Linked DNA regions of Gossypium hirsutum: region 1 is linked to region 2. A link is a contact called in public Hi-C data. All regions are on one chromosome and are shown on one strand. Each heading gives the region's core, a stretch centred on a gene start, on an enhancer-like site or on the middle of the called end of the contact. The rest is flanking DNA. Distances are from core to core; before and after follow the strand shown.

What was found. A called contact is a pair of places that touch in the nucleus more often than the background predicts.
Region 1: a Hi-C map of leaf shows a contact between it and region 2, with 1.8 times the contacts expected there. The contact joins the promoter of LOC107910620 here to the enhancer-like site in region 2. A contact is called at or near these places in 4 of 34 Hi-C or Micro-C datasets (hypocotyl and leaf).

What each region holds. Positions count from the first base shown.
Region 1 is chrD02:25,073,572-25,079,306 of Gossypium_hirsutum_v2.1, forward strand. LOC107910620 (protein NRT1/ PTR FAMILY 5.10) reads right to left here and starts at 1,703. Exons shown (of 3, transcript XM_016838528.2): 1 at 1,095-1,703. The coding sequence starts at 1,523.
Region 2 is chrD02:25,034,856-25,040,832 of Gossypium_hirsutum_v2.1, forward strand. No RefSeq gene overlaps it. Among protein-coding and RNA genes, the nearest start is that of LOC121215179, 12 kb to the right of the region's middle. Within about 2 kb of position 4,271, at least 6 of the 9 cell types and tissues checked have an H3K27ac peak or open chromatin away from gene starts, as enhancers often do. A contact at or near this core is called in leaf, where this site is marked.

The DNA of each region.
Region 1 (5,735 bases), core at 453-2,952, 36 kb after region 2:
AACCATTTTTGTTTGAATATCTATTAGGCCTGGAGTATCAAATGTTGATATTTTTGGATAACAAATTATTGAGTTGGACACTTCTCACCCTCACTGATTTTCCATGGTTTCTCTCCTCAATTACTTCCTCGTTTCTCCCTAATTTCTTCTATTAAACTCAAGTTTTGCTTCTAACTACTGTTAGCTCTTTCTATCTCCCCCTTCAACTTCCTTTTGCAAACAGCTAATAACCAACGACATGCAGACAGAATTTTATGAAACTGGTTCAAAATAAAAATATAAATATTCAAACTAGAAACTTGATTTCTACCAACTATATCAATAAACACAATCACAACTCAAAAGAAATAACATGAACTGGTGCCACTTTTATGAAATAACGAAAGTTCCATCAGAGCTAGGGCAGCAAAAATGGTCTGTTGTTTTACCAATTCTAAAGTTCCTATGCTTTTTCATCTAGAATTGTAGCTCAGGTACCCCAGCTCACTCTCTCTCTAGGTCAGATAACAACCCACAAAGATGAATCTTATTCTCACAAGGAGCAGAAAGCCAATTTCAAATGCGTTCCCAGGCTTGACATTCTTTTCATTGTAGTAAGTCCATCCTTGATTGCCAAGAAGCCATGGAAAAAATATCTCACATGGAGGAAGGATAACCTTGGGCTATAGGTTTTTTTTTTTGGCTCATTGAACCTTGAGTTATACTACTCCAGAAGGCATCCAAAATGACAGGAAAACATTTAAACCTATGAAACAATTCGAATACTAGCAGAAAGCCTCTCTCTCTCTCTCTCTCTCACACAGTTTCATCCAAGTTCAGTCACAATAATTAATTCAATACCCTAACCTGACAGCAGAGGCTAAAAATCATGTCAATTATTATTCCAAAAGGAACTATACCCTCCATTTTCTATGTCAATATTCGAGGGAAAAAAACAGGGTAGAAAATTTTAAAATTAAAAATGCTAAGAACCAAAATTCCAGGCATTGCGGCTGTCTTTTTAAACGCCAAAATTAAATATTTAAGGAAGAAATTATGATGAAACATTAGCTGTTCTTATCTATTGGGAAAGAAAAGAAAGGAAAATGTTTTACCAAAATATAAACAAGGGAAGCAAGAATGATAGTGCGGTATCGGCCAAGAAAAGAATCAGCAATGAATGCACCCAAGAGAGGCAGAAGCGAGGCCGCCCCGTTCCAAGCGTTAACTTGCGCGGCGGCGGTAGCAGTAGACTCGCCCAGAGGCCCCGTCAAGTAAGTTATGAGGTTAGAAGAGATTCCGTAATAAGCAAACCTCTCAGCAATTTCGACGACTATGATGAAAGAAGCGGATATCCAACATCCGGAGCTTGAGCGGCGGACAGGTCGGCCTTTGTAGTCAAGGCAGCCGTCAATAGTGTCATCCAAAAGTGGAGTTTGAGCAGCGGAGGGATCGGAGATTGACATTGAGATAGCTCTGATAAAAGTTTTGGAGTAATTCAGACTCAACCAATGATCCGACTGGAGGAGGAGATCATAATTCATAAATAACCACCACACGCGTCCTTTTATGAAATTTTTAATAATTTATTTATAATTAATTATAGGGATAATATAATTATTTATCACTTTGATACTTAAAAAAATTGATAATTAAATTTATTTTGGTCTTTAAACTTCAAAAATATGAAAACCTAGTGTCATGTTACTCAGAGATTATGCCATACCATCACTTGAAAATTTAAAAAATTATACAAAATTTCAAGTGAAGATGTGCTACAATCTTAAAGTGTCAAATGCAATGTTCTAATACCCGAATTAGTGATTGAACCGGTCGGACCATTGATTCTTGATTCAATCGATTTGATAGGTTCAACAACTAGACCAATAATAAATAAATAAATAAATAAAAATTAAAAAATTTATTAAACTGGTTCAACTTGTTCAACTACTTGTTTTTGTTTAAGTTTTCAATTTTTACCAATTTCGATTTATTTTCAATTCAACTTGTTCAACCTCTTTGTTTGTACTAGTATGCTTGTCGATTCTATTGATCTTTTCGAGCAATCCAATTATGTTCCAAGAACACTAATCACATCATTAAATCTTCACGAAATCTAAGTTCAAGGACTAAAATGGATTTAGTTGTCAATTTCATGCACCAAAATGAACAAAAATAAAATACAAATACCAAAATGAACCTAATTGCTAAGTTTAGGGGTAAAAAATTATATTTTTCCTTAATTTTATTTGTCAATGTCAAAAAATTTAAACCCCACAATTAAATTTATATAAAGGTGAATGATTGAAAATTCTAGTTTACAACTTCAAAGTTTTTAACCAGATGTTAATATTTCTAATGCAAAACCAAAATTTTTAATCAATACAAAAATTTCTAATGCAATATCAAAATATCAATGCTATATCAAAATTTCTAATATGATATAAAAATCTCTAATGCAATACCAAAATTTTTAAGAATATCTTGTTAGATATCTTAGTAAAAAACTAAAGGGTTATACCCAAATTTCTAATGAGATGTTCTTAGAACTTTATTTGGTTAGAAATTTTGTTATAGCAAAATCCACAATCCAGCAACCATTGCTAAGAAGCAACCATAACAATCGATCAACACCAAAAAATCCACCTTAACATTATTTCAACCTCCCGTTTTCCAAATCTAACATCAATTTTGCCACAATAAGCCCAGAGTTTTCTAGATCTACAGCCAAACTTTCAAACTCTCCCTTTTTTTATTTCCATTTTTGATTATCAGATCGACCTAAGATTTAGGTATGCTACTCACCTTCTCCTAAACTATTATTTAATTAATCAAATTTGTTAAAGATTGGCCCAAATTTTGCATGAAAATTTAAGGACTCCCCCTCTCTCATTCTTTAAGAAAAGAGAATTGTTTCTTTTTCTTTTGTTATTGAACATCGACTTTTCAATTTAAAAAAAAGGTTCTTTGATTTTTTTTCTACATTATAATAATAAAAACATTTTTTTTTTTGCCTCAAGAATCAAAATGGTTGAGAGAAATTTGTTTGCATGAAAAGATTTTCGTCTCCATTTTTGTTTGTATGAAGAGATTTGTGTAACACTACATACTCGATCCGATCGCTGGATCTGGATTACAGGGTGCTACGCTTTATATTCAAAACTTAACTAACATATTCTAATATCTATATATTCCTCCATTCCTACTTACTAAATTAGTTAATATTAAAACACAATGATCTAATTGACCTCGTCACATATATAAATTTATTTCAATATGTAACTTTTATATAAGGTACAAAATATTTTACAAAGTAGCTTTAACATATTAAGTATCTGCTTAGTTTGAAAATAATGTTTTAATCATATCTAATTACAAATTTGACTATAACCTTGAGGTTCTGCCTCTAAGTCACCCCACTGTATGCATATTACGACTAAAAAGCATGTCCATCTCAGTGCGGTAGATTCTGGCCTGGTACCTCCTCGAAACCTTGAATTTCCCATTTGTACATGCAATACAAAAATAATACATACATAAGTTCAATGAACTTAGCGAGTTTTCATACCTTATCAGCACTAAGCTAGCATGCTTGTATTTCATGATTCAGAATTCATGTTTGACTTGTCTGTATTGGGATGATTCGCCAATCTTATTGGAAAGAATCTACGTCACATGAACTGGCTCACATGTGCTTGGCACATTAACTGGCTCACATGTGCTTGGCACATTCTCTTTAATGACACCATTGCTTATTTACTTGCACATCCTAGAAAACAAGTCAACGTACTTGACTGCTATAGATCTACTATTGAAAATAAAAAAAATTCATATTTGTCTATATACAGTGTTGCATCCAATAAGCTTCCACTGATGAGATTTCACAGATGTAATATCAGAATATAGATAAACATTTGATCTCTTGGCAGATTATTCCTACCAATTCTACCTTCGCTAGTTGCCTTTGCGAACTCCTACGCTTCTGAATCTTTAAGAGAAAATCCTTGTAGATTCTTACCAACGGACTTATATGAAAGAAAACCCATAAATAATTCTCATAGCACATCTTACACCAATAAATACAGATAACCAAGTAAGGCAAATCTTGGCAAATAGTCCATGTTGTGAACTACTATTAGTAGCTTGTCCTAACTGGCTCGGATTCGTAGCACGATCCTTGTAGATTCATTTTTCATAGACAAGTAAGCATATTCATAAAAAAAAGACCCCCATTACGAATAAATAAACAAAATCTACTCATTTCAATCAAGTAGTCAAATCTAGCAAATCGTCATATCCTACCTCTATCCCGCAATAACAGATAACCCATACTTAGTGATCTATTCTTAGAATTAGATAACATGTAAGTGGATTCATATAGGTGACTCCCCTTTTTGCGGAATCTTACATGTGTAGGGGTGAGCAAAACTTGATTCGATTTTAAAAAATCGATTTCTTTTTCGAATTTTGAGTTAATCAAATCTAGATATTCAGGTTATTCGAATTATTCGAGTCAACTAGAATAAGTAATTCGAGTTTGGAGTTTGAATCATGTTGAATTTTACAATTTGAATAATTCGAATAATAGATTGGTGTAAATACCTTTTTAGTCCTTGTCAAGTTTGAATATGAGCAAATTAGTCTCTCTCAACAAAAATTACAAAGAAATTGAAAAATCATTTTAAAAAATTCAAAATATTTATAAAAATCCAAAATTTATATTTTTAAAAAATTCTAAAAATATATAAAGAAAGCTAAAAATTAAAAAAAATAGAACAACAATTTTCAGGACCTAAATAAGTTAATTAATGATTCAATTTTATCATACTAAAATATTATTATTATTTTGCTTTGAAAATTTTTTCAAATATATATAGTTTCAAATTTATGTGCTCCAACATGGAATTAGTTATACCGTAATAAGATTTTAATTTGACATTTTTAATTTTTTAATTTAACTCGAATAATTTCACTCAACCCAAAATTAATTTCACTTGACCTAATTTGAAAAAAAATTCAAATCGAGTTAGGATGATAAAATAAGACTTGTCAACTCGATTAACTCAAAATTTTTTCCCTCAATTCGACTCGATTTGATCTAACGCTCACCCCTATACATGTGAGACAGCCCGTCTTTCATATACGAACTCGCATAAACAGATAACTCATATTTTTGGAGTTACACAATGCCATAGATTACCAATAATCAAACTCATTCTTGGCGAACTTATCAAGAGGATCCCATATTTGCCAAAATAGTGAGGCAGACATAAACATGAATTCACATACGCGAATAATCTCACGGACCCTCGCTGAATCTTGCCATGCCATAGACTTGCATTCATTCATACGGCTTAAAGCCTTCGACTCTGTAAAGTCCTTTACCACCCATAAAGGGCTTTTATGCGTCCCATACAGGGCTCTCATAAACTGGTTGTAGCCTTCCCAACCCAACTTAGATGTTAGACCTGAATTTGGAAGATTACATTAGTCACCAAAGTGATCTAGAAAGCTAACAGAGTTTTGAAAACCTATTATTTTAAAACATTTTTTAATTCTTGTATAAATTTTAGTTAAATACTAATTTATTATGCCTTAAAAATTTTATTTAAAGTATAGCCATGGAAAATGATAGTTAGTGATGTTTTAAATAAAAATCAGGATTCATGCATAACTTTTTAAAAAACCCTAAACTTAATTAAATGTCATGCAATATAAAAATATAAATCATAGGTCTCATGCCACAATATTTTTTT
Region 2 (5,977 bases), core at 3,021-5,520:
TCATTTTTTGTTGTGGCTCACCGAGAGAAACATGTGTTGGCACACTCAATTGGCTACAAGTACTATAAAGTGGAGGCTTATACTCATCAAACAATTCATACAAAGATTCCTTCAATTTTTGCATCATTTTACAAGCTTTTTCAAAACTAGACATTTCACTAAGTGCATATTTAAGATACTTTAGTTTTTGTCTAGGATCTAAAATACAAGTAACAAACATAAGCAAATTCATCTTATCAATATCACCCCAATACTTATCACACTTCTCTTTCATCTTGATGGTCATAACACTGAAATCAACATTACTTTTTAACTAAGCATCTCGTAAAAGAATATCAATTTCAGAAAGCTCATCAAAAAAATTATTGAACGTGACATATGAAGTGCCAGATATACGCAAAGTGACTTCATAAAAGTGTTCCAAGAAATTCCTCAAGTTTCTAACATTATCCCAATCATTCACACTAGGCCAACCCTCTCCGCTTTCAAGTTCAGCCTTAAAAGTTTGTATCTTGCTCCTCAAATCTCTTAAAAGCTCTCTCAAAGTCTCTCAAAGTTTTGAGCAGTGTCTAACATTAAGTAGGTCGAATTCCACCTAGTACAAACATCAAGACACAACATCTTCTTTCATTCTATCTTTTCCACCACAACACAGTCCTTAAACTTTTGTATGCTAACTGAAGATTGTCTCACATATCTAACAGCCCCCTAACACGTTCAACAGATTTATTCATTTCCTTTAAGCCATCAACAACAATCAAATTCACAATGTGTGCCATGCATCTCATATGAAGATATTTACCATTTTGAACTAAACCCCCACGAGGGTTAAATTTCTTTCTCAAACAACCAATAGCAACATCATTTGAGCTTGCATTATCAACAGTAACAGTAAACAACTTATCAATCCCCCAATTCAACAAACATTTCTCAACCACCATCCCAATGGGCTCACCCTTATGACTAGAAATTGGACAAAAGTTTAAAATCTTTTTATTCAATTTCCAATCGTTATCAATACAGTGAGCAGTGATACACAAGTAATTAACTCTTTGCAAAGAAGCCCATGTGTCAGTAGCAGGGATTTAAATAGCGGTCCGTTACCGAAATAGCGGCCGTTATATAGCGGTAACGGCACCGTCCGAAACCGTTACTGCCGAAACCCGCTATACCCGCAATACACAATAAGTAATGTAAAATTCACGACCGCGATACCCGCAGTGACCGCAATAGCGTCCGTTATGTCCGCGACCGCGACAAACGCGACGCGACCGAAAACGCGACCGCGACCGCAATTTAAATCCCTGGTCAGTAGTTAAGCAAACTCTAGAACAAGAACTTCTCAAAAGTTGTTTTATCTTGATCCTTTCATCTAAATACAATTGATAAACATCCCTAGTCATAGTAGTTCATGAAAGAATATGAAACCTAGGACATGCCACAAACATAATTTTTTTAAAACCTTCACTTTCAAAAAACTTGAAAGATAATTCATCAATCACAGTCATTTGTGCTAATCCTTTCTTACATGCTTCTTGATCAAATCACCAAGTTGAAAAATTCTATTCTCCCCTCCTCCCTTCAACTCCCTTTCTAGGTAAAACTAGTTGTCCTTGAGTATTTTCAACAACATTACTAGGATTTTTCTTACATGAACCAATATGATATTTCAATGACCCTGTACCATTTTTTTCATATCATAACAAAATTTCTTTTGACAATAATTACATTTAGCCTTACTTGCACCCTCACTATTAATAATCTTAGTGAAGTGAGACCAAACTTCTGACCTTTGAGGAGTGGCTTTTCTTTTCTCGGTAGTCACCTTTGTTTGGCTAGAAGTTCCAACTCCCAAATTTTCAGAATCTATCGAAGTAGGAGGTGTAACACTACCCTCAATAGATGTTGGTTCGGTTGACATTCTGTAAGAAAAAAAGTATATAATAAATTAAAATAATATCGAGTCATCAATTCGGAGAGACAAAGGTTGAAATTGGAATAGAGAGAATAAAGAGCTTTGAGGTTGAAAAAACTAATTATAAATCATTTTCTTTTAATTATATAATTATTTAAATATATCAATTATAAATTAATGTAAAAAATAATTATATTTTAAATATTTTTCTAGCCGATTGAACTTGGATCCTAAGTCAACCAGTGAATCTTTATAAATACACATTATATTAATTTACAAATATAAAAAAATATTTCCTCTACTATTAAAAAAAATATTTATTATAAAAGAACCTACCAACATGAGCAGAAATATTTCGTTAATTAAAACTGATATAACAAACATAGTATAAAAAATTAAAATAAGATTAAGTGATTATATTAATGTAATTAACTTATAAATCTATCACATATGTATAAAAAGAAGAAACATATGACCACTATAGATGTAAAAGATGACGACGGAAAAAACAAAAGAATTGAGAGATAAATTAACATTTAATCCCTCAATTCAGTAATTCTTTTTGTGCTCACATTAATTCCCTAAATCAGCCCAGATTCCATTAAGGTGTGATTATAGGACATTTTGAGATTGTGTCATTTCATCACTTTAAAATTAAAAATTTATATAAGATCTAAAAATTATCACACACAAAAAAAACCATTTTTAGGTGATGGTGTGTTATTAAGTATGTTTTTATAGTGAAATATAATTTATAATAGCCTATTTATGTAGCAACAACATACATATTTGTTTTATTATTATTAAGAAAGTAAAACAATACAGTACAGGGTGAGAAAATCCTTGCATTTTATAAAGAGGGACAAAAACATAGTAATGAGACAATCCAGAAAAATCCACCTCCAACAAATCCCTTCGTTTTGAGCAAGATCAACTACAAATTACCAGGAAGCTAAATATAAAGATGATCTTTCCATGCCTGCTTTAGCCAAGGTATCAGCTAAACAGTTTGCTTCGCCAACAACAAGCATAAAGGATAAATCAATGATTGTAATAGCCCAATTTAGATCCTAATCGGACATAATGATTTCGGGACTACAAATTCGAGTCAAAAAAATATTTTAATATTATTTTTAGTGTCTATTATATGTTAAGTTATATGTGTAAAAATTTCGTGTGAAAATTTAATCGTTTGAAGGTTCAATTCGATGAAAAGGGTTTAATCGCGTAAAATAAAACTCAGTCTTATCATTTCAATTTAGGCACTTTCATTTCTTTTTGATATAAACGTAAACTCTTTGTGAATTTCCATGTAGCCTAAACATGTATAAAAAATATTCCATATATAATTTTATCAATTCTCCATTAATTAATTTAGTTTTTCAATCTCTTTATTACTTTCTTATTAACAAACATGGAAGAATTTATTGGCATCGATTAAAATAAATTAGTACCGATCAACATATGCAGGAATGCAATGACATTTGAGTTTGGGAAAATATATGATCCCTATTTTCCAACTCGTAGGATGCTAGGAAGTACACAATTTAGACCATTTCAAGCTTGAGTTTATCCTTTCAAAAAACAAAAAAACCTTAAGCTTATTAATTTTAAATCTTCTCTTCATTTAATTCCAAGAATAAAAAAGAAATTAAATAATTGTATCCCCCAAATTTAGACAAAACACAAATGATATTCACTTGGTAAACAAGCATTTTCACTTGGTAAACATAATCGAGGGGATTTTAAACTTTTGAGATGTTGTTCAAAACTTGTGGTGCTACAAATGTTGCCGGGACTGGGTTTGAAGAGAGGAGGGACACTGTCTTTTTAGTGTTGGAAAGTGGGGTGGTTAGCAACCATGGTTTTTACACCACAAATTACTAATCTATTTATCTTTTGGGGCAATGTGAAAGAGAGTGGGGGATTCAGATTGTGGTGAGTGCTTAAAGAGTGCTGTTCAAAGAGCTCAAGTTGAGTGTTTCAAGTGTTGCGATTGAATCAGATGAGAAAAGCAGAAACGTTAAAAGTAAATCAGAAAAAGGTAGACGAACTAAATAGTAAATAAAACAAAACAAAACCCTAAAATATATCTGCCAGAAATACAATAAAGACCTATTGAAGAAATTGGAAAAAAATGAAAGGGAGAAGAAAGAAAACCTGGGTCTGGCCGTCTGGGTATTGGTGTGTTGGAACTGGTAGGTTTTCCTGATTTGACTGAGATTGAGATTGAGAATCCGATTTGTGTTACTGTTAAGTGAATGAAACTAAGAAAGATTGAAAGTCAGCTGTTGCTGTAATGCTGTTACTTACCTGTTGAATATTAAGAAAACTAGAAAAGGTTCGGTTCTTGGACAGTCCAAGTCCAAGTTGTACTTGGAGCAGAGAAAATAAATTGGGCTGGGTTTAATTTAAGGCCCATGGTATTTACCCTGTAAAATTCGGTTAAACCAAAAAAATTCGATTAACTGACCAATTTCAAATCGATTTAACCGTTAATCGAAAAAGCAAAAAATCCTTAACCGACCCTGACCGAAAAAATTAATTAACCGATCGATTAATCGAATTCGGTCTGTTAACTAAATTTTTTCAGTGTTACCCGAATTTTGCACACCCCTACTTCCAGCACTACGGTACCAAGTGGTGTTGTAGTGCGCTTCCTTCTGCCAAGAATCAAGATGCTTCTCCTTTGTATTCGTGCGTTAGTATTGTATCATATCGTTCTTTGACTTTTCCTTCGCTTTTCTACCTTCAATTCGATAAAGCATACTACTTTATTCTTAAGCAAAAATGCTTAAACACTAAAACTAACTTAAAATAGCACTGAAAACATACAAAGCATGAACTAAACACAGAATGAAATGTTGGAGAAAATAATCCTAAAATGCATAAAAATACTTGAGAACAAGTATGAAAATTATTAAGAATAAACTTATGGTAACTCTTTTTCGAGAAGTTATTACACCCACACTTACATTTCTACTTATTCTCAAGGAACACAAAACATAAAACTAAAACCTTCTTAATATGCAAATATGAAAGAGTCAAAGGATTGATTATAGCATGCCGGAGTCCCAAAATTTCTTTGCATCAACTTGATAATCCATTTAAATAAGAAAGACTTACCTACCTTTGGCCATTATTGATTAATAAATAACTTAACACTAGGAAAACAGATATAACTCACAATTTAGTATCTATCTTCTAGTCTATTTTTTTTGAAAATTTGCAATCATCTTTGATGGTTTACAAGCAATTTATAGACTAGACTAGGGGCTTATACTAGAAGTCTCATTAGGGTTAAACTCCAACCATCAAGGATATTTTATTCTAATTAGTAACTTTGAGAATAATTATACTTGAAATAGAATTTTCGATACATTGTTACAACAAGGAAAAAATAAGGAAGAGAGTATGGTGGTTGTCACAGAGGCAGGTTCACTCAATCGGGGCGGAGGGTTGGAGGTTACAAAGAGTAGTGATAAATGCTAAAAGTAACATGTTTTACCCTCATTCTTAATGCATTATTGGGTGATTATTTGATGTTAATGGTGAATTTTATGCTCCTAGTCCTTTAAATTCATGTTTTTATGCTTAACAGAGCGTTTGGGAGCAAAAAAAGCGAAAATCGAGTGAAAATCAAAAAATCGAAGCAAGTTATAGGAGCCACAAGGGCTGACCCATTCCACACGGCCAACCAAACGATCATGTGGTAGGCCATGTTGATTTCCTGGATTTGCACTCTAAACTACAGAAAATCAAAATTTTTAGGTTTTTTTGGGCATTCTAATGCATATATATGATGAAAATAAGAAGATAAGAGTGAGTCGTCATAGAATATTCAAGAAAACAACTCAAAAAGGACCATTGAATCTAATTCTGAAGCAGATTTCCGTCAAGATTGAAGATTCCCAATTGATTTCTTAGGAGATTATCATGAGTTTCTTTATTTATTTTGGTTATACTGTATCTTAAATGTTTTTATTTTCAAGTATGAACTAATTTTCTAAATACCTAGGGAGATGAACCTTATGATGAATTCTGTCATTTGATTTTTATTTT